2 separate regions of the Mus musculus genome follow, and region 1 is linked to region 2. Evidence: chromatin contacts called from public Hi-C data. All regions are on one chromosome and are shown on one strand. Each heading gives the region's core, a stretch centred on a gene start, on an enhancer-like site or on the middle of the called end of the contact. The rest is flanking DNA. Distances are from core to core; before and after follow the strand shown.

The links. A called contact is a pair of places that touch in the nucleus more often than the background predicts.
Region 1: a contact with region 2 is called in a Hi-C map of the HPC-7 cell line, with 3 times the contacts expected there. The contact joins the promoter of Lrrn4 here to the enhancer-like site in region 2. A contact is called at or near these places in 4 of 39 promoter capture datasets (embryonic stem cells and liver), 3 of 484 Hi-C or Micro-C datasets (the C2C12 cell line, the HPC-7 cell line and liver) and 2 of 115 datasets of contacts at active chromatin or transcription factors (embryonic stem cells and large pre-B cells).

Annotation. Positions count from the first base shown.
Region 1 is chr2:132,876,335-132,882,290 of GRCm38.p6, reverse strand. It overlaps Lrrn4 (leucine rich repeat neuronal 4), which reads left to right and starts at 1,429. Exons shown (of 5, transcript NM_177303.4): 1 at 1,429-1,497; 2 at 2,376-3,056; 3 at 4,074-4,278. The coding sequence starts at 2,396.
Region 2 is chr2:132,707,188-132,712,987 of GRCm38.p6, reverse strand. The region is part of intron 2 of Shld1 (shieldin complex subunit 1); the gene reads right to left. It overlaps Gm52525 (a long non-coding RNA gene), which reads left to right. Exons shown (of 3, transcript XR_003953907.1): 3 at 4,268-5,800. Among named protein-coding and RNA genes, the nearest start is that of Gm22245, 7.0 kb to the left of the region's middle. Within about 2 kb of position 2,262, at least 43 of the 459 cell types and tissues checked have an H3K27ac peak or open chromatin away from gene starts, as enhancers often do. A contact at or near this core is called in the HPC-7 cell line, where this site is marked.

The DNA of each region.
Region 1 (5,956 bases), core at 180-2,679, 170 kb before region 2:
CTCCTGCAGTGCTACAAGAGAAAGGACTGCAACAGAGTTCTTCGGTGTCCCTGAAAAGCTCCCAAGTGCCATACAGTGGCACTTCCTCATCCTACTATGCCCAAGAAGTCAGCTCATAGACAAAAGGAGACTTTCTAAATATTTTAGTGTCTTAAGTGATATGGATTTATCTGAGTAGCTAAGAACGGTTATCTTACGAGGAAATACACTGGGTCCACTGAGAGCAACAGAACACCTTTTGGTTCAGAATACCCAGATGGCTCACCCATCATCTGCTCCAGAGCCCAGTCAACTCGGGACTTTGGTTTCCTTATCATGGGATTGTGGGCAGTACCTTGAGAAGATTCGATGAGAGAATGCTTATGAACCTGGGATCTAGCAGTGACCCTGACTAAGACAACGTCTTTTCCTCCTTGTGGTCTATCTAAACAGGGTACTTATATTTTAATGGGTTCTGGTCCTTCTTATCTGGTGTCTCCAACTGAAATCAGCTACCCATGCTGACTTCAGTGGAGGCAATGGCTTGACCAGGATGAACAGAGCATATTTAATATTGAGAGAAGTCTGAGGCTTTGATTCTTGGGTATGCAACTCTGTCCAAAGCATTGAGGATTTCATGGCTGGGCCACAGGAGCCAGTCTCCATCCCCTTCCCTTTTCCATCTTTTCCTGGTCTTCTACACCTCCCTCTCACCCATCCCTCCCTCCCTGATCAACCAGTGGTGTCGGGTTTCTACCACCAGGGCCAGGACCCAGACCTCCTGGCCGCTTCCCTACAGAGAGCACTGAGCAGACTCCCCTTAACCTGGCTCAGGCCGAGGAATGCTTCTAACCAGGTCTCAGCCAGCCTAGACCGAAACACTTATCTTTGAGACACTGCATAAAGAGGACATCAAATGAAACCACCAGGGACTAGTAATCTCATCAGACCAGTTTGAAAGGTTCCTGGGACTTCTCAGAGATGCCCAAAGATAAGCGCTGACAGGGGGAAAAACTGGAGGCTCTGGTCCCAGGGTCTATATACAAAGAACTGAGGACAATAGCCCAGCATGCTCCCAGTCGTCCTGGTGGGCCTGGGATGGCTGGAATCACCTAGAAGGGAGACTAAGATTCCTGTGAGGTGAGCGTGCTGCTTTACTGAGTACTGCTCTTCCTGCTGGCTTCTTTTCTCAAGCTTGGGAGAAGTTTAGCAAAGAAAGAGGACGGGGAGGAGTGGGGGTGGGGCTGGAGCTGGGAATGCCAGGTCTATGGAAAGAGAGGCCTGAGGCGAGAGGGAGGAAGGGGGATAGAAAACAACAGAATTCTTGGTGGGGAAGGAGGGGCTTCGGGGCAGGAGTGTCTCAAGCTCCTCCTGGATGGAGCTGGAGGAGGGGCAGCCGGGAACCTGGCTTCTTCCCTCTGACATTCAGAGCTGACCCGGGAGGTCACTGGTTCCTACAGTATTCCAAAGACTGAGGACCTAAAAGGGCGCGCCACATCCCACTGGGACAGCTGCCTGGTAAGTATGGCATACTACAGGATACATTAGCACCTGGCTCCAATTCCCAGCAACGTTCTCATCACTTTAACTCCCTACTAAGAGGGGAGCCTTGCCCTAGGAGCCTTAATGGTGGCTCACTGTTCATATCAGTGTTCAGCAGGGAGCCAGGGTGGGAATCTGCAGTAATGTGGGCTATCAGACAGTGACTTCCTGCCCTGCACAGCTAACAGGGCTGGGCAATCAATCCCTCCTGCAAAGGGCTGACACCCAGTGCTGGCTTCTGTTAGAACCTATCTGGGACCAGGATCCCAAATCTTGCGGGTGTCTAGGGCTCCTATCTTCTTCTGAAGGCAACCCTGAGCTTCTCTTAAGAAAGAGACACCAGAAGTGGCAGGACCCTTGTATTATGAAAAGTTAGCCAGATGATGGTTTCTAGGTACAACTAAATCTTCCTTGAGTCCATACTTTTAATCTCAGCAGAGGTTTAGTCTGGATGTGTTCACGGTTAGAACGAAGCTGCTTAACCTGGGGTGGGGGAAGTGGGGGGGGGGGTGTTACAGAGGAAGAGAAAACAACCTTCTCTCGAAAACTCAGAGAAGGAGCACACGGAAGCATGAGGGCGGGGGTCTTGGAAGAGTCAGGCCAGGCATGGAAAAGACAGGGAAGACTCCTGCTGGAAAAGCAAGGACAAGCAGGTGTGTGATGGATCTTGCACCAGAGATGAGGAAAACGCTCGTCTCCACCTGCTCACTGACAGAAACGAGGTGGGGGTGGGGACGAGGGTGAGGGTGGGGATGAGGGTGGGGGTTACTTCCTCCCCGGACACACACACACACTACAGGAACTTTGTGTGCCTTTCGTTCGGGGCTTCCTCTGAAACCATGGGCCCTCTGTAGTCTTTCCCTAGAGACTTGACATGCGGTGGACGCTGATGCTGCAGCTGCTGCAGCTCCTGCTACAACTGCTGATGGCGCAGAGCCAGAGCCTGGAAAGGATCTCCCAGGACCGGATCCCCCTCTTCCGACTCACTCAGCAGGGAGACTGGGACAGCCTCGACCGCCACCCTACCGACTCTCTCTGTGTAGGACTCCCCGCCGCGGGAGTCACCACTCTGAACTTGGCGAACCGCAGCCTGGAGAGCCTGCCTAGCTGCCTGCCGCGCACGCTGCGCAGCCTCGATGGCAGCCACAACCTGCTGCGCGCCCTTAGCGAGCCTGTGCTCGGCCGCCTGCCCGAGCTGCGCGTACTCACGCTGCACCACAACCGCATCTCCGTGCTACACTGGGGCCGTGACACGCTGGCCGAGCTGCGTGAGCTCGACCTCAGTCACAACCTGCTGACCGAGCTGCCGCCCTGCGCGGGGCCCTCGGGGAGCAGCCTGCGCTCGCTGGCGCTGGCCGGGAACCCACTGCGAGCGCTGCTGCCACGGACCTTTGCATGCTTCCCAGCGCTGCGGCTTCTCAACCTCTCCTGCAGCGAGCTGGGCCACATCGCCCAGGAGGCATTCGCGGGGGTGGACGGTGGGCCCCTGGCGGCACTGGAGCTCTTGGATCTGAGCGGCACGAGCCTAGAAAGAGGTGAGAACCGTGTGAGGGCTACACATGTGCCTTTGGGGAGGTTGGAGATTAGGGTTGCGCTCTTCTAGAGGTGGCCCCAGAAACCATCCGCGTGTGCCCAAAGTGCTCCACAATCACAGAACTGCTGATAATCTCCAGATTATATATGAGGAAACCAAGGCAGAGAATGGTGGCGTGACTTTACCAAAGTCTCAAAGGTCTAGCGTGCCTAATGTCCCCAGATCCAAGCCCAAACATTTCACAGGCAGATCTCAACATCTTAGCCACTGCCACTGCGTTCTGGCTAGATGAACGCTATGGAATGACGAGGCGAAGTTATCATTGTGGCCCTTGACAGACGAACTTAGCCTCAAGCATGCTGAGGAATTCATTGATTCCACTGTCCCACCACCCTCATTGTTTCTTTGGATGTTGGATCCTTTCAACGGAATGTAGGAGGGAGATGTCTTTGATTCAAGAGCACGATTTTATTGGTCTTTAAAGATACCTCATGTGTCTATAACCAGTGTTCATCACAGCCGTGAGAGGAAGAGTGGCAGGGGGCTAGAGAGAACGAGGAATTCAGAAAAGGGGATGTTTTCCATATATTGGGAAATTACAAAAATTGAGTTCCTGGCCCCGCCTCCAACCCTGTGCCCTCTTGTCCTTTCTTATGTTCCTCGAAAGCTCTCAGCTCTTGGGAGGCATTAGAACTAAGTCTGGCTACTTTGCAAGTGGAGTTTAACCAGAGGCTGTGACAACAGCAGGCTTGGAGATAATGTCCTGGGTACAGACTCACACCTGCTGTGAGTTGTCCATTGCTTCTTTGTAATCTTAACCAACCTGGGCTGTGAGAAGGATTAGGTAGAGCTGAGAAAGAGCCTTTCCAGCTGCCCTACCAGTGACCCCACCCCCAACCCCATCACTCACTTCTTTATTGCTGGTTCTGGTCCCCTGGGTCACTTATTTCCTTATTGCTGGTTCTGGTCCCCTGGGGTTTTGTTCCTTACTGTAATGGATAATTTCCTTTGACTTTAGTTGAGTCTGGGTGGATCAGAAACCTGCCAAAGCTCAAGTCCCTCTTCCTGAGAAAGATGCCCAGGCTGAAGACACTGGAGGGAGACATTTTCAAGATGACTCCCAACCTGCGGCAGCTGGATTGTGGAGACTCTCCAGCACTTACTTCTGTTCACACAGAGATCTTTCAAGACACACCCAATCTACAAGTCCTTCAGTTTCAGAAGTAAGTGAACCTAAGCCCAGCTTTTATTATTGGACTGATTTTGCCCATTAAACTATATTGAATTTTTATGACATACCAATCCTTACTGTTTCTGCCACTGCTCTTCCAAATCCTCTTGGGTTTCCGTTCTCCCTCATCTTTCTCATAGTATCTTAGGAAGGTCTCAGACAGTCTCCACAGCCATAATTAGCAAGGAGGAGCCAAGGACACCAGGGCTCTCCACTGGAACCCCGTCTTTTCCCCCAGATGATGCCTCTTCAGTCCATCCCAGGGTATGAGTAGGGTTGGGATGGAAGACGAGGGGTAGGAAGGCTTAGCATGCAGTAGGACCTGGAGTTGCTCCTTTTATTCTAGTAGCAGGCACTGGCTTAGCTTCTCAGAGTAGTAGGACACTGAGGAAGACCCCAGGCCACCTCCTGTCAGTGGGGCCTATATCTGGGACTTGCCCTTTGATGTAGACACATCCTTTTTCCTCCTTGTGTTTTGGTAGGGATGGGAATTAGAGGAGCTTCCAACCCACTGTCCAGTCTTGTCTCCCCTCTTTGAGTTTACAGGTGGGTGGTGGGCTAGTAAACCCCATCTCTCAGTCTTCCCTTGTCTTGCACAGGGTGTAGAACAATTCTCTTTGGGATCTGGGTACCTCAGCCAGCCCCTTACTCAATGCTCTCAGCCCTTATGGTTTCTGTTGAATCTAAGCCTAAACAGCTCTGTTTGAAATATCCAGTTATTTAACAGTCTGTTCTGAGTCACTGACCTTTGTAAAGACCCTGAACCTTAGTTCTGCTGCGAGGTTTTGTGTTCCCTGACCCACTTGGACCTAGCATTTTTCCTGGGTCAAAGGCCTGCCTCTCAGAGTCCAGTGAGATGGTAGCTCAGAGGCACTAAAGGGCTTCCCATATTGTGGATAAGGGTGGTGTTCTGGCTAGCAATCCCAGAGAAGCCTAGGAGTGAGTCTTCCTAGCTCTCCTTTGCTCAGTGTGGGTGCCAAAGATGGAACTATGTTTCCTTAAGAGGGAACAGTTGTCCTTCATCCAGGAACCAGCTACTGAGCACATGCGGGAGAAGAAAGACACTTTGTGGCTCTGATTCCTTTGAGCTTGTTAAGAGTACAAAGATGCAAAGGAAAAGGAATTAAGCATTGGAAAATGATACAAAGTGAAACAGAAACGTTACAGTGGTGCTCTCCCTGGGGCATTTTGCATGGGAAAAGCAAATGGGAGCCCTTGAGTCAGCTTCTGGAGTATAGTGGTTGTGTGTAGAATTGATAAAGGTGGGACTGGAGCAGAGGCTTAGAAAGGGGCAAGCACGAGGACATGAGTTCTAATCTCCAGCACTGCAGACATGGTGGTGCATATATGCAATGCCAGCATAGGGGGTACAGAGACAGGTAGAGCCCTGGAATTGGCTGACCGGCCAGCCTCGGCTAAAGGCAAGTTTCAAGTGCGGTGCAGAAACCTTGCTTCAAAAAAATAAGGTGGAAAGTGATTGAGGAGAACATCCTGATGGCAGCCTCTGACTTCCACACGTACGTTCCCACATGCGCATCAACGTGCCTATCCCCCACCCCCTACCCCTGCCACACACACACACACACACACACACACACACACACACACACATACACGACACTACTAATTGGCGGAGGCGATGAGGATGATGGTGATAGTAGTGATGATGG
Region 2 (5,800 bases), core at 1,013-3,512:
CCACCACGCCTGGCTTCACAATAGCATTTCTTAACAACTGGATGAACATTTACTACACTGTGAGAAACCCAGTCATGGTCTGGAGAGATGACTCAGCAGTTAAGAGCACTGACTGCTCTTCCAGAGGTCCTGAGTTCAATTCCCAGCAACCACATGGTGGCTCACAACCATCTGTTATGGGATCTGATGCCCTCTTCTGCTGTGTCTGAGGGCAGCTACACTGTACTCATATATATATATATATATATATATATATATATATATATATATGATAAATAAATCTTAAGAAAAAAAAAAAAGAAACCCAGTCATCAGGGGTCAGGTACAAGCTCCAATATAATATGAAAAGAACTCAGTACATTAGCAAGAAATACTGTCCGGTGATAGTAATTCACACACAAAGCCAAAGCTCACTAGCCCAGTAGCCAGTTTTATAAAGCAGGGAGACCATGTTACTGAGTATTTCAGATCTAACAAAATGACCCATAAAACTTTATAGAAAGCCCTTGGGGGTGGGAGGGAGGGACAGCCTTGGCTGTCTTCCAGAGTCCACTCAACACTGACTGTTCAAAGACTTCTAGACTCGACTGTATGCATTGACCCTGAGCAACAGTTATCAATACTTTTTTACATCCTCCGCCTTTGCTAATAAGCAACCAGCACAAGAAGCAGCTCAATACAATCCGCTCCCTCAGCACCCCTCCAGCAGCTCAATGTGCTGGCTCCCTCGGAAGCCCTCCAGGCGCTGGCCTGTAGACAGGTGCTCGCCAGCCAGCAGCGAGAGAGAAGAGCGGGGACTACAGAAGGCTGATTTTTATTTTGGGATTTTTTAATTTTAGATATGCAAATATAAATTCTTCCAGAAATAGTGAGAGGTTTGTGAGGAGAGTGATGTTTTCTTAGAAAATAAAAATATTACAGCACTCTATATAGATCTTTAAATTAAAAAAAAAAAACAAAGTTAGCTGTGCATTGTCTCACTTAATCCTCATAGCAACTATGTAAGCATCAGTATCATTCTACAGAGGAGAAAAGTATGGGTGAGAATCATCTACCATGGGGCACAGGCAAAGGGAGGCAAGAGAATTTAATTCAAGCTCCCAGACATAATCCATTTATCAGTTATTCTATTGTTAGTGAGATATCAGCTCAGCATCAGTACCCTCAGTGTCAGAGATACCAGCTCAGCACCAGTACCCTCAGTGTTAGAGACATCAGCTCAGCATCAGTACCCTCAGTGTCAGAGATATCAGCTCAGCACCAGTACCCTCAATGTCAGAGATAACAACTCAGCATCAGTACCCTCAGTCTCAGAGATACCAGCTCAGCATCAGTACCCTCAGTGTCAGAGACATCAGCTCAGCATCAGTACCCTCAGTCTCAGAGATACCAGCTCAGCATCAGTACCCTCAGTGTCAGAGACATCAGCTCAGCATCAGTACCCTCAGTGTCAGAGATATCAGCTCAGCATCAGTACCCTCAGTGTCAGAGATATCAGCTCAGCATCAGTACCCTCAGTGTCAGAGATATCAGCTCAGCATCAGTACCCTCAGTGTCAGAGACATCAGCTCAGCATCAGTACCCTCAGTGTCAGAGATAACAACTCAGCATCAGTACCCTCAGTGTCAGAGATATCAGCTCAGTATCAGTACCCTCAGTGTCAGAGACATCAGCTCAGCATCAGTACCCTCAGTGTCAGAGATAACAACTCAGCATCAGTACCCTCAATGTCAGAGAAGATTGTTTGCAGGAGGAACTTACAATGGCTTTTGTCCAGTTTTTGACACTTCAGTTTGTGACAAGAAGCCTTTAAAAAGAGTGTTCTAGTCAGTTTGTGTCAGCTGGACACATGCCAGGGTCATCCAGGAAGAGGTAAATTTCATGAGAAAACACCTCCCTCAGATAGACCTATGGGCAAGCAGGTGAGACAGTTTCTTGATTTATGATTATGTGGTAGTTCTTGTTAATGACTAATGTGGGATGGTCTCCACCATTACATTACTTACCTCTTGGCCCTGGAAAGCATAAGAGAGCAAGCAGGCTGAGCAAGCCATGAGGAGCAAGCCCGTGAGCAGCACTCCTCCATGGCCTCTGATTCTGCTCTTGCCTTTAGTGCCTGCCCTGACTCCCTCAGAGGTGCAGTGTGACTTGGAAGTTGTAACAAACCCAGGAGATGAAACAACCCCTTTCCTCTCCAGGCTGTTTTCAGTCCTGGTGTTTATCACAGCAACAGAGACAGTAACTAGGACAGAGAGCACATGATTTCTATGTGGTTAGGTCAGGCCTCCACTCCCTTGTCCTGTGACCTGCTGAGATCACAGGAGGAACATACTCTGAGAGTAAGGGGAACTATGAAGACCTCTGTCCCTAAACTGTCACAGAGACCACGGGCTGGGGCACTTCTCTAAGTTCTGATCTCTAGGTCTTTAATTAGAGGAGAATAGGCCCTTTACAGCGCCCTTCCTGCTTTGTGCATGCATCAGAGCTCAGTGTTTATCCAGGTTACAATGTGTGCAAATGAACCGATGCTGACTGACTCCTGCTGAAGCGGCAATGGTGGCTGGAGCAATCTTTCATTAAGTTGGACCTGCTTGGGGTTGGATGTCCAGATTCAACGTATAAGATGGTCTTAAGTGCCAGGACAGCTGCAGAGCTAGCCCAGTATTTGACGATAGACAGGTAAAGGATATGTGTCTGGTGCTCTAAGGCACAAGCTGAACAGAACATCTGTATGTGGCCACTGCCAACCTCTCCTGACTCCCAGAACACCTCTGCAGTGGCCATGATGCAGTAGTTTCTGACTTAACACTCAGCACAGACTTGCAAATGCCCCCATTCAGATGCACATGCAAAATAATGAAAAATAATCCCATAGCTCCCCAGAGGTCCTGCAGCTACTTACAGCACCTATCTGCTAACTGCCATCCAGCCCAGTGTCCTTTCCTCCACCACAGCATTGTGGGTCTCAGGTTCCCTTAGTCACACTGCATCTAGGGCAGCCCCTTACTGAACTTTTCACAAAAGCACAGTACAGACAAAAATAGTCAACTAGCAAACAAAAACCCACAAACAACAACAACAAAAAAAAAACAAAAACAAAGCCAGAGTGACAGTGAGGCCTCTGTGAAGGGCAGCGACTCTTTGGCGGGAAAGCCACCCTGAACACTGAAGAACCTCTACCCACCAGAGGCCAGTAGGACCCTCCAGGTTCTAACAGTCTTAAGTACTGTGTCCCGCTGTGCCTGCTGGGAGGTGAGACTGCCCCTAGCTGAGTTACCTTCACAGCCCACAAGGCTGTGGTAAAATGTAGGGTCACAGAGGAAACCACCCCTCTCAGCTGCTGAGGGTCAGTGCACTCACCGGGCCAGTCCCTGTGGTAGAACAGCAGTGCAGTCAGGGGCAAGTTGGACTATGGTATTGGAGGCCGCCGCGACCTTACCTGATGCTGCTACTTGGCTATCTCACCGTAAAGCTGGGATATAAAGGAAAATAGGGAACTTAGCTGTGAGCTCAGGGTAAGTTCAGTTCTAAGACTTTCCTTAATGACACCATATAGACAGGATGCTCTCAGGAATGACTCTAAATTGTGGGTCTCAGGTTTCCTAGTGCTGTGACCATTAATACAGTTCCTCATGTCTCGGCGACCCCCAACATAACACTGTTTAGTTGCTACTCCCTAACTGTAATTTTGCTACTGCTGTGAACTGTAATGTAGACATCTGATCTGCAGGGCATCTGATCTGTGGCCCCCGAAGGGCTGGAGAACCACAGGTTGAGAACTGCTGCTCTAAACCTTGGCTCATGTTCATTTCACGGACCTGCGTGGGTTTCCTACTTTCGTACAAACATGTACAACCAGATCCTTTCTATTTAGCCACACGATTCAGTAACTTTCAAAAGCTGCCATCACTTATAAATCACTTACAGATACAATTTTGGAAAGAGAAGTTGGCCCAGCACTTCTCGCCTCCTCCTAGGAGACGTTCCTCTTGCACCTCCACCTCTGCCAGCGCCACCGAGTGTGCCACAGCAACTCAAAAAAACAAAACAAAAAGCCACCCTGAAGTTCCTGTGTGGGGTGTTAATTTGATGTTCTAAAACAAAATTCCCACCAAGATTAGCTCCTAACAAAACTGAATTCTAAATACACACACATGTGGGATATGTATGTGTTCGTGTGTGTGTACATGAATGTGCATGTGGGTACACATTTGCATCCATGTAAAAGCCATTGTTCCCCAGCCTACTTTATCTTTATTATTTTTAGGTGTGTGTGTATGTCTAGGAGCACTGGGCTGTGTGAACAGGTGCCCAGGGGGCCAGAATGGGCAGCCTATTTGGAGCTGGAGTTCCAGGTTCTGACTGACCAGCATGGGGCACCTGGGAACTGACTCCAGTCCTCTGCAAGAGCAGCAAGCGTTCTTAAATGCTAAACCATCTCTCCTGCCCCATACCTATGATTTGTGACAACGGCTCTAATCAAATGTGGAGCTCAACAATTCTGCTAAGCTGGCTGGCTAATGAGCTCCCAGGATCCACCTATGAGCCCCACCCACCTCAGCACCGGGATGACAACCGTTCAACTGCAGCTTTCATCTGGGTACTGGGGATCAGAACTCAGGCTCTCTCACCCTGCAGGCACTTTACTGAGTGGGCCATCTCCCTAGTGCTACCCCTCCCTTTTTTTGAGATAACTCATTCTATAGTCTAGGCAGACTTAGAACTCAGGGCAATCCTCCTGTTTCAGCTTTTCAAGTGCTTTTACAAAAACCAATCAACCAAATAAACAAAACTATGTTTATAGCACATTTTTCAGAAGATATTTTTGGATAAAATCTGCTAAACTGGTATACTGGCTAGTTTTGTGTCAACTTGTCACAGCTGGAGTTATCACAGAGAAAGGAGCTTCAGTTGAGGAAATGCCTCCATGAGATCCAGCTGTAAGGCATTTTCTCAATTAGTGATCAAGGGGGAAAGGCCCCTTGTGGGTGGGACCATCTCTGGGCTGGTAGTTTTGGTTCTATAAGAGAGCAGGCTGAGCAAGCCAGGGGAGGCAAGCCAGTAAGGAATATCCCTCCATGGCTCTGCATCAGCTCCTGCTTTCTGACCTGCCTGAGTTCCAGTCCTGACTTCCTTGGTGATGAACAGCAGTATGGAAGTGTAAGCCAAATAAACCCTTTCCTCCCCAACTTGCTTCTTGGTCATGATGATTGTGCAGGAATAGAAACCGTGACTGAGACAACTGGTGATACCTGACATCTGGCAACAGAGCTTTCAGGTTTGACTCTATCAATGGAAACATTTATTCACCGAACGTATTGACTGAGATGCATGTATGAGGAGATCCAAGACGGTCAGTGACAGTGAAAAACTGGACAACCAAACATCCATCCATCCCGTATTACTCATCACATCAGATAAATCATGGTCAAACACACACTGCAATGCTGCGCAGCCATGGAAACAGGAGCCCTCTGCATGCACTAGTGTGACAAGATGCCCTGCCTTGGTAAATGAGAAGCATGCGGTGGAACCCTCTCTTCCTGGCAGTACTCACACCCAGAACTTCACACATGCTAGCTGAGCCCCCTCCCACCAAGCACACCTCAGGGCTACCCCCATGTGCTTTTAAAACCTGATGTGCTTGCCGTCCGTGCATCTAAACACTTGGGTACCTGGATGTATTTGTTTGGATGAATACACTCACAGGTGCAGGGATGCAGCTGAAAGGACTTACAAAGTTGCTCACAGAGACGCTTTATAGGAGATGCTTTGGGTAAATCCGAATGATTTCATACAT